Regions from separate parts of the Rattus norvegicus genome. Here region 1 is linked to region 2. Evidence: chromatin contacts called from public Hi-C data. All regions are on one chromosome and are shown on one strand. Each heading gives the region's core, a stretch centred on a gene start, on an enhancer-like site or on the middle of the called end of the contact. The rest is flanking DNA. Distances are from core to core; before and after follow the strand shown. Region 1 overlaps Txnrd2 (thioredoxin reductase 2). Region 2 holds the start of Cdc45 (cell division cycle 45).

What was found. Hi-C and Micro-C count contacts between places; a contact is called where the count stands out from the background.
Region 1: a Hi-C map of frontal cortex shows a contact between it and region 2, with 2.3 times the contacts expected there. The contact joins the enhancer-like site here to the promoter of Cdc45 in region 2. A contact is called at or near these places in 2 of 12 Hi-C or Micro-C datasets (the A7r5 cell line and frontal cortex).

Annotation. Positions count from the first base shown.
Region 1 is chr11:96,045,643-96,051,830 of GRCr8, reverse strand. It overlaps Txnrd2 (thioredoxin reductase 2), which reads left to right. Exons shown (of 18, transcript NM_022584.3): 9 at 3,528-3,547; 10 at 4,297-4,388; 11 at 5,704-5,878. Among named protein-coding and RNA genes, the nearest start is that of Comt, 24 kb to the left of the region's middle. Within about 2 kb of position 1,915, at least 19 of the 93 cell types and tissues checked have an H3K27ac peak or open chromatin away from gene starts, as enhancers often do.
Region 2 is chr11:95,688,285-95,694,582 of GRCr8, reverse strand. Cdc45 (cell division cycle 45) reads right to left here and starts at 4,405. Exons shown (of 19, transcript NM_001105866.2): 1 at 4,340-4,405; 2 at 4,133-4,192; 3 at 3,397-3,489; 4 at 1,768-1,905; 5 at 230-385. The coding sequence starts at 4,390. Ufd1 (ubiquitin recognition factor in ER associated degradation 1) reads left to right here and starts at 5,160. Exons shown (of 12, transcript NM_053418.2): 1 at 5,160-5,257. The coding sequence starts at 5,255.

The sequences.
Region 1 (6,188 bases), core at 666-3,165, 360 kb before region 2:
CCCGGCTACTCACCACACTGCCCATGACTGTGTACTCCCATGTGCCCATGCCAACGTGAAGCTTTCTGTCTCTGGGCACTATGAAGCCGAGATGGTGTTTTGTATTTTGAGACAGGGTCTCTAGTGCAGTCTGGAAGCTGCTGTGCAGCCTGAGGCGGCCTCAATTGCATGACAACCCCCACCCCACCCTGTCTCACTTTCCTGAGTGAGCGTGAGTCAGCGTGCCCCACTAGAGAGTGTTTTATAATGGGCTGATTTAATGCTGTCGTCAGAGTTGGTCATGAAAGTAGCTTTGCTCTGACCCTCATAAAGTCAGGAAGCTGCCCAGGGTACTGTGTCCATTTTCCTCTCATGCTAAGCACAGGAGATGGGAAGGCATATTTTATCTAGAAGAGCCACAAGAGTCGTGGTTGTATAGTAGTCTCATTTTCTGCTCAGTCTGTTTCCATTTCGTGTGATAGTCTGGTGTAGCAGAAGGGAGAGCAGCTATCAGCCTAGGACTTGATTCTCAGCTTTTCTGCTTGTTTGCCTGTGTGGGGCAAGGACCTTGGGTAGCTTCCACTACTCAGGGTTTGGTGGGGGCGGGGGTGGGGGTTGTCAGGCCCCCAAGGGTTGGGTGCTGCTGGCAGGTCGAGGCAGGTCGGGAGCCCGCTCCACCAGGATCCAGGACTGTGGTGTCTCCTCTGTCTCCTCTGTGCTGCTTCCGTGGAGCTCTGAGGCTTGACTGGCACTTCCTGGACTGGTAGTGCTACCAAGAGGCCAGGTGCTCTTGTGAGACTGTCACTTGTGTGGCTGTGCCTCCTGGAGAGAAGATTAGGGTCCTCCAGGCTGAGAGGCAGACTGTAAGCCTAGCTTCACAGGTCCGTGTCTGCTTCCTCCTGCTTTCAATTCTGACAAGCAAGCCACCCTGTGATTAGACTAATCTCATGGTACTCATGCACCCATGGAGAATGCTGGCACAGTAAAAGGCACAGAGACACCACACACACACACACACACACACACACACACACACACACACACACACACGGTTCAAGGCTACCAGAGTGCGGGATGGTGACTACTGGTTGAACAAAGATCTGTGCGCTGGTTTTTAAATGTGGTGTTAAGTCCCGGACTTCCAAACAGCCTTCCAAACTGCCATCACTGCTGTCTCCCAGGCTGCAGATGCACTGGTCACTGTGCCTCTGAGGCTGGTCCTGGAGAGTGTGGCCAGTCGGGGCCAACCTACAGCTGCCAGCCTCTCTCTGGGACTGACTCGGGATCCAGAAGCTTCAGTTTTGTCTCTGCTTTTGTTCCAGTGGTGTTTGTTTGTTTGTTTTTCAGGATAAGGTCAGGGCTGGCTTTAGACTATGTAGCTCAAGTCGGCCTTGAACTTACGATCCTCCTATCTCCACTTCCAAAGGGCTGGGATTATTGACATGCGTGGCCATCTCTAGAACCTCAGTCCTCTGAGTTCTTGTGTTCATCTTTCAAAGAATAAGCATTCCCATTAATTGGTCAATTAGAGGGAGAGGTGGAGTAAGAAAACCAGTGCTGACCATCATCATAGCTCATAAAACAAATGGCCCAAGGTCACTGTCCATTCAAGCAAGATGTGCGCTTTTGTAGAGGCCTTAGCACACTCTCAAGACTCCCCCACCCCCAGGAATGTGCCTGCCTATGGGTGTCTGTCTTTCCTGTGAGTGCTCTAGTGTTCACAATTTGGACTTGGTGGCCTGAGGGCTGGGGGCACCTGGGAAATGGTGCCCCACCTTCTGTTATGGGGCCACCTCAGAAGGAGGTCCACGGTGCTCATGGGTCTCTGCTGGAGCAGATGGTGATCCCTGGCTGCCGGCCCACCCATCTCCTACACCCAGCCTGCTTTGTGGGAGGCTGGGAGGCACACGTGGACTGCAGAAACACGAGAATCAGATCCAGGAGACTGCTTGCTTCATGCTCAGCAGTGTGGTGGGAGGGCCTAGGATTGGGGGTTGGGGGATACAGCTAGCTTGGGGGAGTCTGAAGGGAGCTTGAGATAAATAGAGAGGCCCAGTCATCAACAGAAGGGTTACACTGATGTCGCCCCACTGGGCTAGAGTCTCCGTGGTTTGTCGGGAGGGGTGGGCTGGGTACTGCTTGTTAGGGGATTGAGAGAAGGGGCACTGCTTGTTGGATGCTCACAGACTTTCTTACCATCCGTCCTACAGGTGAGACAAGATGATCAAAGCAGCTCCATTCTGTTTGCATCTCAAATAACTCGTAGTTTCATATCTTAAGTGGCTCAGAGCTCTCACTGTATACATCAAATGCAAAAGTGTTAGGCTTTATACTTTGGGAAGCACCTCTCCTGCAGACATGCTGCACCTGTGTGGGCGTGTGCAGGGGGTGTTTTCAGGGGCCTAGAAAGCACGTCTGCTTTTCCCGCCTGCTGGGGATCCCAGGACCCCTGTCCACATCCATCGCATGCTGAGTAGTATTGTATGACCAGCTGGGACCATCTTGTACTCAGCCAGTAAGTGTGGTTCTGTCCCCAGCTCCCGTGCAGAGCCGCATGCCAGATGGTTCCCGCAGGGCACCTGCACAAGTATTCTGAGGGATCCGCCGCTTTTTGAAATGGAATTATATCATTAGTACTTGCCAGGATTAGTACTGACATCAGGCTTATCCGTCCTTACATCACCTGCTCTTGTTCAAAGACTGAAGGGTGATCTGACGAGCCCACCCACGTGCAGTCGCCCTGGCTGGGAACCCTCTGTTCCTCAGTCCTTTTGCATGAGTGTGCACATATGTGCCTGTGTGTTTGCATGGGTGTGCACATGAGAGGATGTGGACAGGTGTGTGTGACTACATGTCTATGCCAGTGTGTTTATAGTGTGTATTTGCATACAAATGACTTTTCATGCTTGCATTTTCCTGTATGTGTGTACACATGTGCATGTGTGTGTGAATGCATGTACATGTATGTGGAGTGTGGAGCCAGCCACAAGAGAGCATTAAAATGACTATTTCCAGTGGGTCGCAGTGTCATGTCCTGGCTCTGGCAGGAAGGCAGGGGGATGATCCATTGGCCTTGGGCCTAGGCGTTGTAGGCTTAGGCAGACAGTCATGGGCCCTGGTCATAGTTGCTGCTTCCCATAAGCCACTGTCCCCATTCTGGTCCTCTTGGTGCCCTGGGTCATGCCTGCTTCTATCCTGGCCCAAGAGGTTCTGAGGAGCCTCAGACAAGACTCACCTGTGGTCAGAGAGAAACCCGTGCTTCTGAGGGACGTCGCTCAACATGTCTGCCAGGGCCTGGAGCTGCCTTGACTTTTCACAAGCCACTGACCATGCACCCTTCAGCACCAGGCGATTTGCTGGTTCAGTTGACTGTTTGTTGTGTTCTGTTCCATAGCTGTAGTGATTGGGAAGTGTTTGCTCCCACTCTGACTGGCTCGGGAGTACCTGGTAGGAAGCCTGCAGAGCTCGTCTTTGTCCCAGCCGCGGAACAACAGCTTGTGGCCTTGCTGGTACTCACTTAGCGTGCTTTCTGCTGCTTTTCTCTGCAGGTTGGTGGTTGGAGCCAGTTGTATCCTTTGCCAAAGTGCAGGTGGCCATCGTCAGGAAGGGTGCTTAGCCCCTCTCCCATTTTCCCTCCCAGATACTCTGTTTTCCTGTGTGGGGACTCAGCTGGACCTGTTAGGAGGGGTTTGGGCTCAGGGAACGATTTGAGTCTGACCTTTGAAGGCTGCTGCTTCCTGAGCCTCACACTAAGCCTGCTGAGGCAGCTGGAGAGGGCTGCAAGGCAGTCAGGAAGGCCATGATGAGCATGTCCCTGGAGAGCAGCCCTGATCTGACCTCACTCCTGCGGGAGAAGCAGTCAGATCAGGAAGGGTCAAGAGGGGAACTCTGAGGGGCTCAGGGTCAGGACAGGATGTGGGAGGGAAGATGAAAGCCCTCACTGGAGTCTCAGGCTGACATAGGAGCACAGGCCACAGGCAGTGTTCTGTGGCTCTACACAAGGCTCTTCTCCTTGGGTCTGGCCACTGAATCTCCACCCTCTCTCCTGGCGGTTGAGACGAAACACCAGAGCCAGATGGAAGCCCCGTGGAGGCATAAACTATCTGGCCTGTGGGTACTGTTGGGAGAGCTTGAAGCTGGGGCTGTCAGCTTATGCACTTGAGACCTGGGGTTAGGGAATCCCTGCAGCTTTCTTCAGAGGCCTCTGATGGTGCTGAGCAGGAACATGGGACCCTGGGCTGTGAGAGCAGGGGCCAGGGTCTTCTGCCCTTCTGCTCCCTCTCACGTCAGTCAGTACGCCTTAGCCTGCTGCTGCAGATGTGGCCCTGGAGTGTGCCGGCTTCCTCACTGGTATTGGCCTGGATACCACGGTCATGATGCGCAGCGTGCCCCTCCGAGGCTTTGACCAGGTAGTACTTGCCCCCAGCAGGTGTGGCTATGGCCTTGGGGAGAGGCCTCGATCCTCAGAAGCAGTTCCTTAAAGCCAGGCATCTCGGCACCAGCCTATAGTTCTGGCACTTGAGAGGCTGAGGCAGGAGGGTCATCTGAGCCTGAGAATGAAGCCGACCTGAGCAGTGTTTCAGGCCCCGTTCCCCAAATAAGCCATTCCTTAAAACCTAAGTTTGAGTTATCACTGAGATGTCAAATATTCCGTGTCCTCTACCAAAGACACTTCAACCCCAAGTCATGTTAAGTTCCGGTGACAGAAGCCTAGAAAGTCACCTGAAGATACAATGAACTGGACCCATGGTCTCATGACCCCTGGCCCCATCACCCTCCCCCACAAATGTCTTTCTATCTCGTGTGGCTTCATCCTAAAGCTGGGCCACCATAGCTGAGGGTGTGCATACCAAGCCCCTCTACAGGGACACAACATCTGGAGAATCTGAGCATCCAGGGGATATGCTGGCAGCCAACAGGGTGCAGATGTAAAGGGGTCTATAGAGACGGGGGCTCAGGCCACGTGGGAACAGACCCTCTGGGCACCGAACAGCCTCGTAGACGCCCCTAGAGACCTGTATGTCTGAGTCCCTCAGGCATCTGCTGGCGTGTAGAGTGCCAGGCAGCCCCTTGCTTGGACAAGCTGAGATGTGCCTCTGATATAAAGGGCTCCTCCTACATGTAGTCCAGCATGCACCACCTTGCGTAGGCAGATGTCACAGGATTTAAATGGTGATTATTATGCCCTTTAAGAAGTTGTGTCTAGTCCCTGCTGTTGGCCTGGGAACTGGCCTCAGCTGCAGCTGGGCTGGGGAGACATGGGGCCCCTGGACAAAGAGGTGAATGCGACACCTTTGCCAACCCCCAATCCGGGCCTGCACTGCTGTCTCTGCATTTCTTGGGAATAAGAATCTTCTGACAGCGCCCCCCACACACACACACCATCCCTCCCCCATCCACTTCCTGATGGCAGTGAGCTGGTGTTGGTGACAGTCAGTGGGGACTGGGCGGGAAGTGGATCCCATGAGCCTGAGAGGAGGCTGAAGGCTGAATTTGTCCTCACATTGCTCCTAGGGTCTGACCTGGGAGCCAGGAGGAAACTGAGGGCTTCTCTGACTTGGCAAGGGGACCCGGAGGTGGGGTAGTGGGCACCCCACCTTCTTCTCTGTGCAGAACCCTTTTGGAGCCCTACCAAGGCATTGAGAGCAAGGCGGAAGTTAGGGCCTCTCGGTGTCTGTTGCCAGTAGTGACTTAGTCCTCATGGTGTCTCTTCGTGCTTTGCAGCAAATGGCGTCTTTGGTCACAGAGCACATGGAGTCTCATGGCACCCGGTTCCTGAAAGGCTGTGTCCCCTCCCTCATCAGAAAACTCCCGACTAACCAACTGCAGGTCACTTGGGAGGATCTCGCTTCTGGCAAGGAGGACGTGGGCACCTTTGACACTGTCCTGTGGGCCATAGGTAAGGATGCGGCGAGCCACTCATACATGGTCTCTAGCTCAAGGAAACCATATGTCCTTCACCTTCCTACCCTTTACCTCTCGGATCCTCCATTCTGCTGGCTGCTCAGGTTAACCACGGTCTGGTACACTTTGCAGACCACACTACCCACACCTGGCTGTCCCGGGCACACTGTCTTTCTATTTCTTTCCCCATTGCTATATGATATTCTAGAAATGCAAATCATAAAAGAGATTTGTTGGGGCCATCATTTAGCAAAGGTGTGTGAGGCCTTCCATAGCCTTCACAGATTGTTTATACGGCTTCAGTA
Region 2 (6,298 bases), core at 3,156-5,655:
GAGTCTGTTCTAATGTGCACTAACTCCTCCATTTCCCTCTGCTTGGCGTGCCCAGTTGAGCACAGGCCTGGAATGCCACAGCTGGCTCACACACACCTGGAATGCCACAGCTGGCTCACACACACCTGGAATGCCACAGCTGGCTCACACACACCTGGAATGCCACAGCTGGCTGTCACACACCTGTCCTACTTTTGCTTCCTTCAGGATACCCACCTGACCCACTCACCTCTTCTAACCCTTCTAACCGTAAGCGCTTCTCTGAAGGCTCTGCCCCACCATCGTCATTTTCTGAAAGATCTTCTTCATCCTCTGCTTCATCTCTAAAGATGTCATCATAGGCAGGAACTTCGAGGTCATCCTCTTGTTTAATAAGCAATTTGATCTATTATAAAACAAACAAACAAACAAAAAAACCAATGCAGGGGCTGGAGAGATGGCTCAGCGGTTAAGAGCACCCGACTGCTCTTCCAGAGGTCATGAGTTCAATTCCCAGCAACCACATGGTGGCTCACAACCATCTGTAAAGAGATCCGATGCCCTCTTCTGATTTATCTGAAGACAGCTACAGTGTACTTATATATAATAAATAAATAAATCTTAAAACAAAAAAAAAAAAAAACCAATGCAGTTTTTCTTCTCTCCTTTCCAGAAAACCATTCATCATATTGGTTCTGTAGAATCTCACTTTTTCTTAACCAGCTGCTCCCAAGTTTCCCGTGCACACGACAGCAGAGCTCAGGCTGCTTCGCACAGTCCAGTAAGGCACGAGAGCTGTCCCGCATGGCATTATTAAATCATGAGGGTGTCAGATCCCATGGAACTGGGGTTATAGACAGTTAGAAGCTGCCATGTGGGTACTAGGAATTGAACCCAGGTTCACTGAGTCATCTCTCTGCCCCCCCCCCAACATTTCTTTCTTATGCTATACATTAAAAAAAAGAAAAAGTTCTACCAGTTGGCTTTTGATAGAGAATATGAATGTGTTGTTCTGGTTGGATGTCATAATGGTTTATCCCCCAAATGGTCCACCACACCTGAAGCTTGCTGCCTGTGTAGGGTATTGAGGGGGTAGAACCATTAAGAAGTGGAGCCTGGCAAGTGTTAGGTCATCAGGGCTCTCTCCTTACTGATGGAATAACAGCATCTCTCAGAAGTGTGTCGAGCTTCTTCCTTGTGCCACCCGGCTATAAAACTTCATTGGCTTGCTCTGATGTTCCTGTCTTCCCATGGAAATTTCCTCACTATCCTATACACTTCCTCTATGGGGAAACCACTCACTACAGGGGTCTTACTGAGTAGAGCAGATGTTTGCACCATGTTCTTGAATATAACTTTTATCTATAAGGTACCCAGTCTCGGATATTTTCTTATAGAGACACAAATGGATCAAGACCCCTAAGACAATACAATTTTCGTCTCTAATAGCAATTGCTGACTGATTTCTTTTGAAGAGATCCTTCTTTGAGGATCTCAGAGTCTGAAGCCTTGTGGAAAGAGCAGATCACAGAAGGCTTAAACAGCTGGTCTGTGCCACATTTTGTATTAATGCTTTGAGGTTCAGACTAAGTACAGTAGAGCCATCTTCTGATCCTCCACCTTCCAAATGCTGTGCTGACATGAGTCAGATAAACTACACTTCTAGTACTGAAGACGCCCCCTAGCTGGAAAAGTGGGAAGCATGCTTTGCAAAGGTCTGTGTGATGCTGTCACAGCACAAAAAGGTACAGACTGACTAAAGGGAGAGCACACGTAAATGCTGGGTACCTGAGTGTCATTATACACATTCACAACGTTCACTGGCCTGTGGGTATCACACACAAAAAATATACTGTCTTCGTCAGGCTGAAGGATATCCAACAGGTCCACGTTAGCGCCACAGTTTATGAGGATGAAATAGGAGAACTGAAAAAAAGGAGGAGGCACTGTAAAGGAAGACACTGCACCAAGGACACCTCCTCCCTCAACACTGCCAGTCCCTGTGCTCCTCTGCAGAGCACGTTACGGCTCAGCAGGAATGCTAAGTGGCTGGAAAACTGCCCACAGCTGGTCTCATTGTCTTTCCATGATGATACTGTGAAATAGGTTCTTCTTGCTTCCTGAAGAGCCTTCCTGAGGCTCCATAAACTTAAGACTTGTGCTGATAGCTACTGAAGAGCAGAAGCAAGACTTCAGGCACATACTGAAGTCTCGCTGAATATTGCTCAACTATCCTGTCCTCTGCGGCTTATCTCGTTAACAGCATTGTGTGGGTTAGGTTTGCAGGAAATCATGGGCAGACTCACCTGTGGCCCCCTAAATAGTAAGTCCTTTAGTAAACTCTCACTATAGCAAAAACCTTAGTACCGCCTTAGTAACACCAAATCGCCTGCCTGTGGGCTCACACCTGTAATATGACACTTGGAAGGCCATGGAAGGACTGTCCAGGAGTTCAGGGCCAGCCTGGGCTAGCAAATAAGATGGTGTCTCAATACTGGCGGAAAAACTCAAAATTATAAATGAATCTCTTCAAAGTCATCTTAGGAGTGGCCAGGGACTCCAAAGACGCTTTGGCATGTCCTACCCCCTCCCTTTAGGGTCTTCAATATCCCACTTCCCATATGGTCCCAAGTAGGTCAGCAATCTTGGTTCTACTACTTAATTCTGAAGTGAAAAAAATGTGTTTGATAACTGGAATGCATTTTCTAGAGATAACATAAAACAGTGCTGTATTCTAATAAAACAAGTGAGGTTAGGACTGAACCCCCAACCAAAGAGCGAGCATGAGCTAGACCTAGCCTATAAGCCCCGACTCCCCCGTGCACGTATGTAGCAGATATGCAGCTTGGTCTTCATATGGATCCCACAACTGGAGGGGAGGCTGTCCCTGAGTTTGTTGCCTGTGTGTGGATTCCATTCCCCTAAGTGGGCTGCCTTGTCTGACCTCAGTGCCAGAGGATGTGCCTAGTCCTGCAGTGATGTGCCAGGGTGGGGATACCTTGGGGGGCTCCCCTTCTCAGAGAAGGGGTGGGGAATAGGAAGAAGAACTGGGGGGGGGGAATAGGAAGAGGGGGGCTGATTTGGGATACAAAATAAATAAACAAACAAACAAATAAATAAATAAATGAAAATAACAAGTGAGGTCAGCGTAGGTGCGGTCCACACCTACACCTCTTTTACTTTTGAGACAGGATCTTGTTATGTAGCCCAAGCTGGCCTCAGACTTGCTCTATGTAGTTCAGACTTGCCTCAAATTGGTGATTCCTTGGCAACATTGATTCTGCCACCATAATTTCAAGCATAATGAAACTGGTACTTCAAAAACACACTTACCCTACTTCAGAACTAGCCAAATGCTAAGTATTAAGAAACTGCAACTGAGGAAAGCTGCTTAATTATTTTAAAATTAGTTCATACTTGCTCTTTATGTTCAAGAAACGCAGTTTCAAGTTCTTGCCACCCAGAGACTGGAACCAGCGTATACTGTACGTGGTCACATTGAAACAGGGCCTGGAGGAAGAGCACATGGTCAAAAAACCCCTCGTTTAAGATAACTTACCTGGAATCACCAGAAGCAAATAAGCAAACTAGTTGAGTTGAGAGACAAAGATCTATGTGATATGCTGTTTGGTAAAGCTAGGTGGCAAGCCTGTGAGCGAGCGTTCAATCTGAATCTGTACAATAAGGAATCTGTACAATTTGCCAGAGTAAAACATTAAGGGAAAAAACTAATTTTAAATTATAGGGGTTCTGAAAAATCCTGAGCCCAGCTCGTTGTAAAAACCACACTATGATCAAAGCCCAAACTAATAATCTTCTCGAACAGACCAGGGACTCCGGTAATTCCAGCACTGGCTATGATACCACGCCCAGCTGTCACGTTCCTTATCTCAGATTCCATCTTTTACACGTTCAAAGATTTCAGAGGTGGAACCCTTTTCACTTGGGTTACGGTAAAGACCACTATTTACTTGTCTCACCATTTGCACGACACTTCTCTAGTCTCGGTATAGGTCAGAGGATCCTTTGACTAACTCACCTCCTGTCTATTTCTTCTGGTCCCTCCCCTTCTGCGCCCCGCCTCCTGCTGGGGCCAACCCTGTCCCGTCACCTCTCGCCTCAGTCCTATCTTCCTAAGGCTTTCAAAGCTCACCTGAAGTATCTTGCAAGCACACAAGGCATCCACGTCCGAGGCCACAAAGAGAAGGACCCTCTGTAGAAGCGAACACCGACAGATGAGTTGAGTACAGGGACACCAAAGTCTGTGGCAACACCCTGACCTCCCGGCCCATCCACGGACACTCGCCCTCATCCCTCCCCTCAGATAAAGTTTTGATCAGGATCGTTGGACGGGAGTCACCTGGTTGTGGACTAGCTCGTAGAACTCCTTGCGGAAATCGGTCACGAACATAGCCACAGCGGCCGGATACCTAGAGCTGGCGCTGAGACACCGACAGCCCGGAGGTCCTCAAGACTCCCGCCAAATCACAGCTCTTCCGATTGGTCCACGCCAGCAGCCAATAGTTCTTAGTCTTTCCTCCTTTCTGATTGGGTCCTACGGGGACAGCCAATAATGCTCTGCGATTCGCAGCTGGATAAGATCCGCCCGCCCCGCAAAAAGAAGCAACATCGTTACTCCGGCTGCGAACCTTGTTGCTCGTGTTGACGCTAACTTCCAGTTACCCAAAGCCCTCTACGCTTGGCGGACATCTTTACTTCGGGAAGGAATGTCTACTATCTGACCCTGGAATAGTCAGAAAAATATACTCTTAGACATAAAGTAAATTCAGTTACACATTGTTTGAAGGCTGCAACTACGTTCTCAATACACTGTCGAATTAGAGTGAGCTATAGATTACTTCCGCCCGAATCCATGATGGCGGGGTCAACGCCGGAAGCTCTAGCTGCATTCTGGGTATTGTAGTCAGTGAAGAGAACGGACCCTACCAAGTTGTTCGGAAGGGAGTACTCATATCAAGTTGTTCGGGAGGGAGTACTATCTAAACATTTTAAGTAATCGCTGTCTTGTGAAACCAGTTATCAAGTGTTTTAATGTTTACTTTAAATAATTTTCAAACCTCAGGCCTTTCCATGACTTTCTGATTATACGCTGCTGACTCCAGGCCTCCGTACCCCGCCCCCTCCGTTCGTCACTTCCGGCGAGCCTCTCGCGGGTTCTGGGCTTCAGAGCGGTGGCCTCGGCTGCGAAGAGGGAGCTCTGGGTTTCTATTGTAAGGTTCAGGAAAAGAAGCGGCATCACCAAGCGCTGTCAGTCATGGTGAGCTGGCCGGGGATCGCGAGCCGGGTGATGCCAGAGCTGCCCCTGGCGCTCGGCAGGGAGGGCCTGGACCTGGTGGCGGAGGTGCCGAGTCACCCGGGCCTGTATCGGCCGGCTCCACTGTCCGGAGCGCTTCTGTCCCAAGTGGTATCCATAATTACGAGCCGCCTCTTTTCTTCTTAGCTTGTCCGAGTCATGACTCGTATGCCTTTCGGCGGGACTGCAGCCCTGAAGAGTAGAAAGGAACCTGTTCCTTTATGTCGGTAGTTCTCATAAGTGCTCTCGACACGCAACAGGTTTCCATGAACTCGAAGTTAACTGGAGAGTTCTTGGAGAGTGGTGCGAGGGAGGAGAATCCGAAGGACCATTAGCTTTGCCAAAGTTCCCCGGCATTTTATTTAGTAGAGATCATGTTTTAGGATGTATGTCACGTTGTGTTCATTCACGTTGCGATAATGGCAATAGGTAATATTTGGGGCGCTTTTTTTTCTATCAACGTACACTTATTTAATTCCTGCATTCCCCATGGAACATAGGTAGTTATTATACTAACCGAGAGAACTAAAACTCTGAGAGGTAGAGGCACAGAGGTTGGAAGTCAAGTCCATCTGGCTGCAATGATGCTTCACTGGCACTGACTACTGATGCCGGCACTGACTGCTTCATGTATTAGGCATCCAAGCTTTAAAGGAAGTAAACATGGATGGTAGAAGCGGTGAAGGAGGAGCAGGTGCCCATGGGTGGATGAGTTGGAAAGATACTATTAGGAGTGTGGCAATACTTTGTGTATGTTGTTTATGTTTCAAGAAGAAGCAGTAGGCTAGATGGATGGCATAGGAGAAGGAGCTTTGATGAGCACACACCCCCTAACCCATCATTCAAAAAGGGTTTTGTGGGTTATACACCTAAGACTTGAGTCAGACAGTTCTACTTCTGTGCTAGTAACTGAAGAATCATCTTTTGCAATTTATTGGAGGAGGGTGTTGGTGTGCACCTGGGCCTGAGAATAGAGGCCCGGCGCTGGGTGCGTGAGTCATTGTG